Linked DNA regions of Rattus norvegicus: region 2 is linked to region 1. A link is a contact called in public Hi-C data. All regions are on one chromosome and are shown on one strand. The core of a region is the stretch at or near the end of the contact, and the rest is flanking DNA. Distances in the headings are between cores, read along the strand shown. Region 1 has its middle 54 kb from the start of Hes1. Region 2 overlaps LOC134481019 (a long non-coding RNA gene).

Region 1 (2,690 bases), core at 89-2,588:
TGAGCACTTATTGACTTAGTCAGAGGCTAGGCGTGGTTTATTTCCCCAACCAAAAGAAGAGCTCAAAAAGTCCTACTAGGTTCTACAAAATCTGAGCCCTGGAAGACACACTTCCTGTGATGCTTAGAGATGGTGATTGGCAGGTCTGTGGGGGAGGGGCTCACAAGTACCTGCTGTAGGGAGGCGAGAGGAAAAGGTTGTGTGTGTGTGTGTGGGGGGGGGGGGACGACAATCTGAACTACATCTAGACACCGAAGTGAAGTTTACCGGTCCTAACTTCTGGAACTTCACTTAAGTCTCTCTAATAAACCAGGTGCTGGGTGTGGCGGCATGCTCCTGTAAGATCCAAGGCTAGCCTGGGCTACATTACTCAAAAGAAAAAAAACGCGAAGTTTGAAACTTGGTCTGTGGGACCTTAAAGTTTGAAGAAAGCTGCAGGCTTGTGTGGTCTCAGAATACGTGGGTGCAGAGATCGGGGTGGGAATGGTTGCAGCAACAGCTGCAGAAGTCAAGCAGAGGTCACACACGCCCAAGGGAAGCCACGTTTGGAGTGCTCGGCCTTCCCATGGGGACAACACCCACCACAGTCACAGTCCCCCTCCTTTTTTGGTGTGTGGTTATGTGGGTGTGCATTTGTCCGCAGAGGCTTCCAGCTGTTTCCTTCTATCTGTACAACTACTGCCAGAATGAACTGCGATCCAAACTTCTGATCCAGTCGATGAACACACACCGGAGCGGGTCCTGGTCACAGCGGTCAGGCTCAGAAGGGAGAGTCTTGATGAAGGGACAGTGATAGTTAGCCTTCTCCTTACCCCTCCAGTCTCTCTGGCAGTGTCTGAATCTAAAAGCCAGGAGTGGCACCTTCTCGAAGGAGCAACTTCTCGGGTTTTCTGCTTTGTAACTAGGAGCATCACCAGAAGCTCGAAGGCACAGTGAATTCAGACCAATTTGGATTAAAGATACCGCCTCCAACCCCCGTCCCACCCCACCCCCTCGTCTGAAAAAGCAAAGAACGCACCCGGGACTTGGTTTCCCCAGTAGTGATGCATTCATCTCCCCCAACTCCCTCCTCAGTGGGCCTGCATCCGAGCCTCTGCTGCGGCACGCCTAGCTCGCCAAGGGTTAACCGGCGTCCCCTCCCCCTCCGCCCCCGCCCGGCTGGGCAAGGCGGGAAGGCGGCGCGCCGGGTGCCAAAGTCGGAACCTGCTCTCGGCAGCTCCCCGCGCTGCCTTGACTCACCGCCAGGCCTGGCGCGGCCGCCGGCTGTGGAATGTGTGAGCGCCATGTGTCACCGCCCCAGACTGTGGGAAAACGCTGCTCCGCTCACCTCCCAGCAGCTGGCCCGCGCCCGCCCGCTCGGGAGCCGGGAAACAGGAGCCGCCCGCCCGGGAGGCCGCCCGGGGCCACTTCCGAGCGCGCGCCGCCTCTCCTCCCACACGCCCGGTCCCTGCCTGCGACCCGGGGCTGCGGCGCCACCCGCAGCGAGCGGCCCAGCACGACCTTCTCCTGCCCCCGCTGGCCCTCTGCATCCTCCTGCTCCACCAGGCCGGCCTTGGACACAGAGAGTCCCTGTTATGAGAGCTCCTGGGCGGTGACCTCTTTCCGGGAAGGGCCAGAGAACGGAGGGCTAGGCAGGGGACCGGCCTCACTGGAATTGTGTGACAGCTCCAGTCTGGACCCTGCCAGCCCTGAGCAAGAGGTTCCACTCTGCCTGACCCTTCCCTCCGGGAGCTAGGCAAGAGCCCTCCACCTCAATGTGGGGTCAGCCTCCCCTCTAGCCATCGGGTGAGAGTCACATGAATCCAGAAGTCTGCCAGGGCCAAGGTCTCCAATGCCTAGCCATGCAGGGAGATGTAGGCAAAGTCACATTCTGGGTGGCAGCCATCCAAGAATGGAGACAGCTCAGTGTGCCTTTGTTCCAAGCCAAGTTCTCCACTCCTAGGCCAAGTGTCTCCTCAGCCAAGGATTCTTGTGGTGTCCTGTCTTCCAGGGCAGTTGGGACGCCAACAGATGGGGCTGGGGGCAAACCTCAAGAATCCAGGGATCCAGTGGCTTCACCTAGCATCAGCCTCCTGCTGCTTTTTTGAGGGGTCGAGGTGTGTGGGGGATCACCCTAGGAGACTAGGGGCCTGGTGGGTGGGTTCTCTGCTGTACCCAGCTCTCCTCCACTTGATCTATTTCTGTTTCTTCACCCTGCTTGTCTTTGACAGTGGGTGCTGACCCACTCACCTCTGTGGGTCTTCCCAGGTTGACCTCATCTAGTTCAACAGCTGCTTCTCCTGAAGTCCCCCATTGCACTTGATTTCTGTCCCTGACTATGGCATCAGTCACAGCCTGCCTAACTAGTCTCTTTCTCTCTCCTGCTTCTCATTCAAAGAAGTGCTACTCTTCTATGTAAACTCCCTGACCCTCCCCATCAACAACACAGAATTCTGCGTGTGACAGCCATTCTGCCGGTTGAGCGCACCCCCTCATGAACGCTTGTCAACACTATTTATCACAGGTTCAGAACCTTGTTGCCCAGACGTGTGACCTCGGTCAGGCTAATCTTTCGGTCTCAAATCTCCCATCTGTAGAACATAAATCTGAGTAGGGTGTGGTTCCACATTCCTATGACCCCTGCACGGAGGAAGCCGAGGCAGGAGAATCACAAGTTCGAGGCCAGCCTCTGTTTTCTATTAGTATCTAGT
Region 2 (2,690 bases), core at 116-2,615, 270 kb after region 1:
TTTAAGCTCTTTCTCAGTGCCTCCCACAAAAGGTTCTGTGGGTCTGCTTACACAGTAGCACATTGTTGGCCAAAGCCAGGTTTCAAGTGACAACAGAGAAATGGGAGCTTGGAAAACAGGGCTCCTGTTGGCTCCTGGCCCCCGGGGCTGCCCCGTTTCCAATGCAGGGGTGTAAAGTGGGTTAGAGGAAATAGACAGCTTCTGAGCCAGAGTTTCACCTTCCCATTTCCTCTTTGTGGCTTCCTCGTGACCACGGGTAGTTATATATGACTACTAGCTACACTGACCTCCAACCCCTACAAGCCTATCCCTGAGAAGTCGGGGGAGAGAGTGGGGAACAGCCATCTGCAGTGGGTAGAAGAGAGCCTGGGACGTCTTGCCCTAGTTCCCCAGTGTCCCTGCCACCCACCGTCCAAGGCAAACACGGCAGCCATCCCAGGAAGCAAGCAATTAGATGCTCCCAGGGGAGGCCTGTAAATTCCTAACTTCTCCCTTCAGAAGGTTAAAAGTAATAGGGTTGCTGGGATTTTTTTGTCTCTCTGTGGATGAATGCGTATTGGGTGTGTGTGTGTGTGTGTGTGTGTGTGTGTGTGTGTGTGTTGTGTGTGTGTGTGTGTAAGAGGGAGAGAGATTCCCTCCTCCCATCCCGTGTCTTACACAACTAGCTATTTACACACCAGATGATCCCTGCAGGAAAAGGCAAGTCCCCAGCCGCTGTGGAATTTTAAGAGAGCTTCCTGGAATGCCCTTGTGGGATGTCTGGTTCTAATTGCCTCCGTCAGCGGAGCTGGCAGGCGCAATGAGAGGTGAAATTGAACAGATTCCAGTTCACATCAGACCCCCAGCCCTGCCAGAGTCCCCCAGGGCCCGGAAAAGAAAACAAATGTGGCCCAGGCAGTGGAGGGGGCGTGTTGGGCATGGGGGTGGGGGCGCCGCTAGACTGGAAGTTGGAACACCGAGATTACCGTCCCAGAGCAGCGGCTGGTGGCTGGCTTCACTTTGCACTCATTGCTTAGCCTTGCGGGCCTTCTCTTTCCTCGGCTGCCAAGTGAGTGGTCTCCCAGGCCTCTTCCTAATCTAAGGTGGGGGTTGGAAGGGAGAAGGCCGCCCCTATGGTGGGGTGACAGAGTTGGGAGGTCAGTGGTTTTGTCTTCGGGCTTTTGAATCACATATTCTCCCCTTTTTACATTTTAGATCGTTAAGCATGATGGGAGGTGAGAGAAGACTTCATTCCATCTACTAGAACCTAGTCATGCCCTGCGCTAGCCCTCATCCCTCTTCCACAGCTCCTCCAGGGATGGCTGAAGGTCTGGAGGTCTTAGCACAGACCTCGGCTAGAAAGAAGACAAGATCCACAGTTCCTTAGTGCCCCCTATGGGTCCAAAGGATGGAGACACTTGAAAGAGGCTGCCCAAGAAGCCACTTCTCCCAACACCCCGCACACCTCCACCCAGGACAGCCAGGACATCTCTGGCTCCTACCTCAGAGCCAGAGGGCTCAAACTGATCCCTAATTTAAGGTGAAACTTTCTTTCTTTTAAGACTGTTGTTTTAAAGCACAGACACTCACTGTTTAACATCTTGCCTTTGCCAGGCTCAGCCCCAGCTTGACCCCCTAGGCCACAGACAACCTGTGTGCGTCTCCAGGCATCAGGGGTTCACTGTGTATGAGTGTGTGTAAGGAAGTCTGCCTGGCCCAGACCAACCACATCCTAGTCACCATGATTTTTGCCAGATTCAGGCACAATTGGCAGAGATGTCTGAGAATACATGTGTAGAGAGGCTGCAGTCCACAGGATCATCAAGCATCCTAGAGCTCTTGGCTCTATGGCTTCATGGGCCAAGATGACCATAAGCCCCTGCCTTCTCAGTGCTTTCCAGAAAGGAAGTAGGAAAATGCAGGGGTCGCCATGAGGCCCCATCCAATAAGTCAGCCCCCTTGAAGACCACCTGGTGACTTCTGCTCACATCTCATTGACCACTCCAGCTGCAAGAATGGCTGGGAATGTAGCCCTGTCTCCTCTCCTAATGATCCAAGTTCTTTTCCTAAGAAACAGCTATAAGGGCAGTATAAGAAGATGGTCACACCTGCTATTATGTGTCTGGAGAGGGGTGTGGGAGTATGCCACAGTCCTTGTCTTGGGGACACTGGCTTCCCTCTGCAGGAAGACAGAGAGCTGCTGTGTGCTGTTCATCTGATCCAAGAGCTTATCCTCAGCTTCTTACACAGGACTAGACTGTTGGTAGGGAGAAATGTTATCTGTGGGATCATCTCTCCCAAAGTTAATGGCAGGCAGGTGATTCTGAGCCAGGCCTCTGGGCCTTTCCTCAAGGAAAACCATGCCAGTTCATCCCTGAGGTGCACACTCAAATCTGAACACATCTGTCTAGTGCTCACCATCTTGTCTGGGACCCAAGGGCATCTTCTTTTCAAAGGTTCTGGTGACTTTGTTCTAGTCCCAGGCCCCAGAGGACACGGGGGAAAGCTTTCACCCTAAATTTGGATGCACCCCCACTTCCCCACTCCAGGCAAAAGACCCTTGCTATCCTAACCCTTTGTTTGTTGTGCTGGGAGTCTGGGCCAGCCTGGCTCACACAGCAAACATTTAAATGTCTAAATGTGGTATTTAAATTGTGTAGCCCCGGGCTGGAGAGATGGCTCAGTGGTTAAGAGCACCGACTGTTCTACCA

Evidence for each region. A called contact is a pair of places that touch in the nucleus more often than the background predicts.
Region 2: a contact with region 1 is called in a Hi-C map of psoas muscle, with 7 times the contacts expected there. The contact joins two enhancer-like sites. A contact is called at or near these places in 2 of 12 Hi-C or Micro-C datasets (mammary epithelial cells and psoas muscle).

Annotation. Positions count from the first base shown.
Region 1 is chr11:84,266,178-84,268,867 of GRCr8, forward strand. No RefSeq gene overlaps it. Among named protein-coding and RNA genes, the nearest start is that of Hes1, 54 kb to the left of the region's middle. Within about 2 kb of position 1,339, at least 71 of the 93 cell types and tissues checked have an H3K27ac peak or open chromatin away from gene starts, as enhancers often do.
Region 2 is chr11:84,540,911-84,543,600 of GRCr8, forward strand. It overlaps LOC134481019 (a long non-coding RNA gene), which reads left to right. Exons shown (of 2, transcript XR_010056167.1): 2 at 1,195-1,540. Among named protein-coding and RNA genes, the nearest start is that of Opa1, 150 kb to the right of the region's middle. Within about 2 kb of position 1,366, at least 9 of the 93 cell types and tissues checked have an H3K27ac peak or open chromatin away from gene starts, as enhancers often do.